2 separate regions of the Mus musculus genome follow, and region 2 is linked to region 1. A link is a contact called in public promoter capture Hi-C data. All regions are on one chromosome and are shown on one strand. Each heading gives the region's core, a stretch centred on a gene start, on an enhancer-like site or on the middle of the called end of the contact. The rest is flanking DNA. Distances are from core to core; before and after follow the strand shown.

Region 1 (3,583 bases), core at 368-2,867:
CTGGGGCTGATGGTTTACATATTAATACCTGAGTTGTGTTATTTAAGCATCACTGGTTGGGCTGGAGTACATGTAAAGAGAAGTGTGTCAGATCCCTATAATAATATAGATTAAATTAGAAGTTACATCTAAAGATCTACTGTGCTAGTTGTTGGCTACTTGTTGCTGAGTATGCTTTTAAGAGGCATTTGAAAGAGGGCTTTGAAAATGGGTTCTCTGAGAGAGAGAGAGAGAGAGAGAGAGAGAGAGAGAGAGAGAGAGAAAGAGAGAGAGAGAGCACAGGTGGGAGGAGGTATAGCTGAATGACCAGAAGAGAAGGTTTGGGTTCTAAGTGAGAACTGGCTCTCATCAGAAGTAGGGAGCAGTTGAGCTGTCACATTAGCAGGAGCTGCGTGGGTTGTCTGCAAGAGTCCTGTGGTGTGACTGAAGAAGCTGGTAGGGCAAAGAGCGAGAGCTGAAGCTTTGATGGTGGCTGGCACCTCACCAACTGCACACGGTGCTGTTTGGAGCTCTTGCCTTTTCAAAGGCTCTGAGTGGGGTAAAGGCCAGCACCTGTTTTGTTAGGGGTTGTGGAGCTATTGGCCCGGAGTCATTTTCCATGAGTATGTGATTATCTGGGGTGCACCTGAAGCCTTATGAGACACACACTAGGATGACAACTTTCGTTGGCTGTCTGGGACAGTCAAACTGTCTGTCAGCAAAAGGGACCAAATTCTAGCAAGGCGTAGTAACTCATGCCTCTAATTCCAGCACCAAGGGTCGATCTACATAGTGAGGCCCAGAGCAGCCTGGGGTAAGAAGAAAACCAGCACAAACAGCCCATCTCTCTGGCCCTGTGGCACCGTTTTTCATTCACCTGAAGCAGCAGCAAGCTTAAGTGAAGCAGCAGCTTTGCCTGAGGTGTTGCTTGCTACTGGTCTCAGGCTCTCACGGGGAGTGAGCCACTTCCGTTTTCCTGTATTTCCGGCTAGGGTACAGATCCACACATAGGGATCACCTGTAGCCCTCTGTTCCCGGGTGCCCCAGAGCAGCAGACCTGCAGTGACTTGACTCCTTCAACTTTTGGTTTTATTGCCACAGGGCTTTTCTAAAAGGCCTTTGTCGTTTGCATCTCTCTATACCAGTCGATTTCCCATGAAGCTAATGGAGCTTAAGCATCAGGGCCTCTCTCTGCTTCACGCGGTGTCCGTTTTCATAAAGAAAGCTTCCCAAAGGACAAACGCAATCCCCATAACGTCTAGGTTGTTCTGTGTCTCCAAAGACGGAGTGGCTCCATCGAAGAGACATTTATTGCACAAGGCTTCAGCCGGGCCTTCTGTCAGCAGGACCCACTTCAAGAAACATGATAGTAATTTATGTCTGCCGATTAAACCTGGGAGCTGTCATTGTCCCGGGAGCTTCACAGATAACAAGAAATGTAGCTTGCTTTGCTCCCTTCTCCAAATGTCATTAACCCTGACCTTCAAACACTTCAAAGTTTGCTATTTTTTTTCTTCCCTATAAAACAGTTAGAACCACAGCCCTACCGGATGTTCTTTGTGGGCTAGGAGTACCACCCAACCACAGCAGTACCCGGAAAGAAGGTGCATAAACCCTTCAGAAACCCATTTCCACCTTGTTTGAACAGTGACCAAGCTGCAGCCTGGAGACTGCTGCCTTTATTTAATGGCAAGAGGGAGTGCAGTCAGTTAGCATGATCCTTTGTTATCTAACCGCCCCGTGATGGTCTCTGTGATGAGCATCTTCATCTCTGTATCGTGTCTTGCTGCCAAGGCAACTGTTACGTGTGATTTAGATGAGTCTATCCTCTCGAGCCACGGTGAAGAGAGTCAAAATCTATTATTCGAAGCCTGCTATTCTTTCATGCTCTAGCATTTCTGCCTCTGCACTAATCAGAAGCAGGGAAAATGCCAGGACTTGTTCTAAATGCGAGTTTAATCTTGTGAGATCACACTGCCAGCTGCCCGTATCGTTCTTCTGTCACAGTCGTTAGGCTACCGATGTTCCCTGCAAGCACGTTTGTGAACCTGGATTCTCTTCTCTTCCCTCCAGTATGTAAGATGAATGTACATATTCGGTGTCAGGCGAACGTGGCCCCAAACTGCGGGGTGAATGCCGTGGAGCTTGCCAAGACCCTGGCAGGGATGGGTCTCCAACCCGGAAATATTTCTCCAACCTCGGTGAGCCCTTTGCCTCTGGCTGTGTATTGTAGGTTGCAAGTTATTCCGGTGCAATGAGCTCAAATGAGAGTCTAGGGGGACATAATCTCAGCAAATCCAGTGAACAAGTCTGCTGTGCTTTAAAAAAGGCATTTTATCTCCCCAACTAGAGTCTACACAGTTAGGGCTCAAAACAGTGAGCATGCATGTATATCATGAAGCAAGAGAACGGACTCACCCCCCACCTCCCCTTAAAATCAGCTTCCTATCAATCTGGTCTGGCAAGAATCTCAGAATCCAGATGCCTAGGGTACGCCCCTGGCTGGTGTCCAATCGGGACAGCTGGTCAGAAGCCACCGGCCTCTGCTTCCTTATCTCTAAATGGGGTTGAAGGTGCCAGTGCCTGGGGTTCTCCACTTCCCTAGACTGCAGCACGTGTCCAGGGTTGTGAGTTCATCTCCTGCTTTCTGCAGCAGACAGCTCCTTCCTCGGGACGCTTGGGAATGGGTGGAGTGGTTTTCTTGCCCTGGCTGTGTTTTGTCCTGCAACCTCCCCAAGTGACATCCAGCTGATGCTGTCCATCAGAGCCTTAGCTGCTGCTTCCTAGTTCTTAGTGTTGTCTTTCTGGCCCACATCCTTGGTTGGAGGCTGGGAAGCAGCCATGTCTGGATGGCTGTGAGATCTGGAGCCAGGCTATGTGACAGTCCCAGAATGGGCAGTGCCTCCTTCTCTGTAACATCAAGTGTCTTTAGTGTTATGGTATTCAATACTGGGGGAAACATCTACCTGCTGACAGCACATCATTAAAAAGATAGAATTATAAGTAATCAAAGAGAAAAGTGGGTTAAAAAAAAGATTAGGGGACTCTAGCTTTGAGGTTTTAGCTCTAACCAAGAGTGCAGGTTAAGGAAGTAAGATTCAAGCTGGGACCACTTTTCTGTCTTTGAAAAGTCTACAGTAGATTTGGAAGGAGAGCTATAAAAACTGCTGTGTTTTTAAATATAAGCCATTTTATTGTATTGTTAATGCCTGTTTTGTGGGGTTAAATATATAAGATCCTTGGAGGTTCAGGCTGTGGAGTAGTTGGCTTGTTTTCAGCATTGCTTGTAAGTCTCTCTAGGGCCTAAAGTCTAGACACATCCTTTTTAACCAGATACATCAAGAACTCCAGAATTCATCTTCTTAGAGTTGGGGAGCAGCTTGGTGGTACAGTGCTTGTCTGGCATGAGTGGAGCATGGGGTCCAGTCACAGCACCTCAAAGGCAAACACAGTTAAACAATAACAGCCTCCTGGGGGCTGGAAAGGTGGCTCAGCAGTTAGGAGGGCATTCTGCCCTTGAGAGTCCAGTTTTTTAGCATCTATGTCAGGCAGGTCACAGCCACCTACCTTCAACTCCAGGGGATCTAAAACCCTCTTCTGGCCT
Region 2 (3,583 bases), core at 702-3,201, 1.5 Mb after region 1:
CCAAAGATCTTAGCCACATGGCCCACACTGAGCCTCCTGTGCAAGGCTCCCAAATACACTTGGTTCCCATGAGTGATTGACAGAACAAGGGATCACAGAACCCTCACAGAACCTTCCAACTGTTTTCTGACTCAAATCCATGTGCAGAATTATATTCTCATGGTTCTCCAGAAAGGGGTTCCGAAGAGAAACCCTTAAATGATACTCCATACAGTTTGCTTGTGGAGTTGAAAAATTATGTAAAAGAGTTTTTAAAACAATTAAAAGATGCATAAACCCAGTAGATCAAATTTGTATAATCCGACCACGCATAAATGGATGGTATTTTAAAGGCACGTCAGAGGCAGGGCGCCTTCATGTGCAGGAGCAAGGTAGAGTGGTATTGTTTAAATCTTTTTTCAAGTGCATTGAAAGTACAGAAACTATGGCTTTGTTTTTACCCTTCTTCTGGTCAAGTGCGATAGGCAAGATATAACCTATAAACTAACACGCAATGAAGAAAACAAATAAAACGTGAAACTTTAAACCAAATTTGATCCGAGTAACTGCCTTCCCATTTTCCAAGCACTGACTGTTTAGGATTCAATTCCGACTACTCGCCCTAAGGCAGGGTACTTTCAGTTGTGCACAGTGGGTCCAAAAGCCATCCTAGTGACTTAAATTTGATGAAGTGGCCACTTTCCCAGTCATTCCCAACTTAAAAGGAAAGCTTCCTCCAAAAACTGGCTCTAAGAATTTGGTCAGCGCTTGCAGCTTGTTTGGGGAGCGATGGGACAAGGAGCGATTCATCATCAAAGTGAAATTCAAAGCTATTTTGATGGACCTCCGCTCTACCCACCCCCTTTCCTAGCTCCTACTCTAAGGTCTGGACAGGTGGGAGGGGGTACATCTCTCTTAGGAAACAGATGCAACTTAAGTCCCTCCACCACCTCCTTCCCGGCCCCCACCCACCCTAAGCCACCAGGTACCACTGCCTACACCCCCTCCCCCCTTAGAAGAGGGATGGGATGGGCAGGACGGGGGCGCCGTGGGCGGGATGAAGGTAGGGAATGTTCTGAACTGCAACTCTCCTTACCACTGGAGCGCCTGACGATGTTCTCCAAAAATGTGTTCTGCGGAGCCACCAGCCCTCTCTTGCCCCCCGGCATCCTGGGTCTGGAAAGCAGCGGCCAGGATCCGCGGCGGGGGAGGGGGGGAAGCAGGAAGAAAAGGTGGAAGAAGAGGAGGAAAAGGTAGTGGAGATGGTGCTGAAAGAAAAGGGGGCGCGGCGGCGGCGGCGGGGTCCCCTGAGTGTGTCTCCAGCCCGACCCGGATGAGCAGCTCTGGGAAGGAGGACCAAGCAGTTCATGGTAGTAGCGCTCCCCCGGCCGCCGCTGCCCAGACTGTGGCGGTGCCGCACACGGGGCTGGGGAACTGCAGGCTCCGCCGGGCACAGTGCGCCTGCGCCGCCCCCGCTGTCGCTGTCCCGCCGGTGCTGATGCTGAGGCTGCTGCTGAAGATGCTGCCGGGGAGGCAGGAGCCCGGACGCGGGCTCAGCATTTCTCCCTCTGCCCCGCGCCCGGGCTCTGGGAGAGAGCGAGGAGCAACTCGACTTCCCTCTCCCCACCCCTAGCCCAGGCTAAGACCCCATTCCTTAGCTCTCTGCTCCCTTGGTCTCCTAGCCCACCCTTCTCACTCAGCTGTTTCACAGCTACCCAGGGCAGCCAAAGTTCTGTCCAGGCTTTGCGAGCGCCTAGTGGCTGCTCCTTTCTCCAGGAAGATCCAGACAAGTGCTCGCTGGCTGGTGCGGGCTGTTGTTCGCGAGGCAGGCACCAGAGAGGGAAATGGCAATCTCTGGGGAGAGCAGGTCACATCTCAGCTTCTCCTGCTGCCGCTGTCCGAAACCCCAGCAGCTCCGGAGGACTCGGGTCCTGGGGCTGAGATGCAAGAGGGCTCCTGCTCTAGCCCAGACTGTGCGCCGAGTAGGAAGTGACTGGGTGGCGCTCGGGGACGCGGAGCAGCCACCTGACGCTGCTACCGCCCCCCTCCGGGCTCTGGCGCCTGAAGCCTCCACACGGGAGCTTTCTACACCCTGAGAAACCCCACTATTTGGAGCAGAAGCCAGATGGAATATGAGAGCAGAGCTGGCACCCGGAATGGCCCTGCGCCCCAGGCTGGATTTGGCGCGCGAGGGGTGGGGAGGGAGGTTGGCTCTGACACAGCCTCTGGAGAGCTACCCCAGGGCTGCTAAGTACAGGAGAACAGGAAACCGGATCCCCCTACCCAAACTTGGAAAAAAGAAAAAAGAAAAATAAGAGTTCACTTAATGCTCGATGCTAGCAGTCCAAAGAGAGAGTCAACAATTCAGACAAGAGCGCGAGCAACCGGCAGCGCTTGCGTGGAAAAGTGGTACAAGCTGAGAGAATAAAGCTGCGCAAGGCTGGGGAGAGGCCGCCCTCCTCTACATTCAGGACCTGGACCGGAGTGGGACTGTTAAAAAGCGGTCTAAAAGCAGGGGGCAGCCACACGAAAGGGAAATTTCCACAAGTGAGAAAGGGACCGGAAGACATGAAAAGAAAGGGGGAGCCCAAAGAGCTTGGCAGCCCCTTCTTTTGTGAAAGGCGCTGTTTTTGCTCCAGGCTACAGCATTAGCATCCCCTAAGAAGTCTTGACATGCAAATTTGGGGGCCTTATCCCTAAGTAGGGGCGCTAAGAACTCTGAGGATGGAGTTTATCAATCTGTTGGTAATAAACCCTCTGCCTAAATATGATACCCAAGCCACAAGCGTAGGGCAACCCTAAACTTCCCTTTAGGAGACTCCACCTGGGCCTGTGGAGTCAAGAACCCTCTGGGAACAGAAAAGGCTCTGAGTTGGGGGAGAGGCAGGGGGCAAAGGGTAAAGGTTAGTTGAATGATACATCTTGGTTGCTGGGGTCAAGCTACCCAGGGCGAGGTAATCTTTGTGGAAATGATTGCCTGTCAAACAGAGGGCATCCTGAGAGTAAGAGCAGCAGCATCTACTTGCTACCTACGGGCCTGTGACAGTGAAATACTCCTCCATTCACTGGCCTTTAAAGTGCTCTCCCTAGCTCTCTGTCTCTCTGTCTGTCTCTGTCTCTGTCTGTCTCTTGCTCGCTCTATCTATCTATCTACCTACCTACCTACCTACCTACCTACCTACCTACCTACCTATCTATGTATCTATCTCTGGCAGAGAGTTAAATGTAAAGCCAGGATCCAGGTTTTACCCTACGGTAATTTTTCTTTCCTCCAAAATTTCCGCTCCCCACCCAGAGCCAGGGCAGCTGCACAAATTTGAAAGGTGGCCATGCCAAAAGTTAGCTCCATGGAGATTCCTTCTGAGGGAAAATGAAAACGGGTTGGGCCACAGGAATAACAAGGACTTCACAACCAGACCCATCACTACAACCCCAATTTTAAACACATACTTCATTTCCCCTTCTGCTGTGTCTTACATGACCTGTTCTAAAAGATCCCAGATTACTCAGCTGTTGGTGGAGTGCTGAATATACAGACATAATACTTGAAAATACAAGCATCTCTATGCAAGGTTTCTATCCTTGACTTGTAGCATGATAGGGC

What was found. Promoter capture Hi-C pulls out the DNA fragments that hold promoters and counts their contacts.
Region 2: a promoter capture Hi-C map of hippocampal neurons shows a contact between it and region 1, with 6 times the contacts expected there. The contact joins the promoter of Kcnh5 here to the enhancer-like site in region 1. A contact is called at or near these places in 3 of 39 promoter capture datasets (hippocampal neurons, liver and stem cell-derived epiblast-like cells), 2 of 484 Hi-C or Micro-C datasets (cerebral cortex and cortical neurons) and 1 of 115 datasets of contacts at active chromatin or transcription factors (astrocytes).

The regions. Positions count from the first base shown.
Region 1 is chr12:73,698,129-73,701,711 of GRCm38.p6, forward strand. Prkch (protein kinase C, eta) reads left to right here. Exons shown (of 14, transcript NM_008856.4): 7 at 2,053-2,180. Among named protein-coding and RNA genes, the nearest start is that of Gm34189, 82 kb to the right of the region's middle. Within about 2 kb of position 1,618, at least 52 of the 459 cell types and tissues checked have an H3K27ac peak or open chromatin away from gene starts, as enhancers often do. A contact at or near this core is called in cortical neurons and hippocampal neurons, where this site is marked.
Region 2 is chr12:75,175,381-75,178,963 of GRCm38.p6, forward strand. Kcnh5 (potassium voltage-gated channel, subfamily H (eag-related), member 5) reads right to left here and starts at 1,952. Exons shown (of 11, transcript NM_172805.3): 1 at 1,076-1,952. The coding sequence starts at 1,148.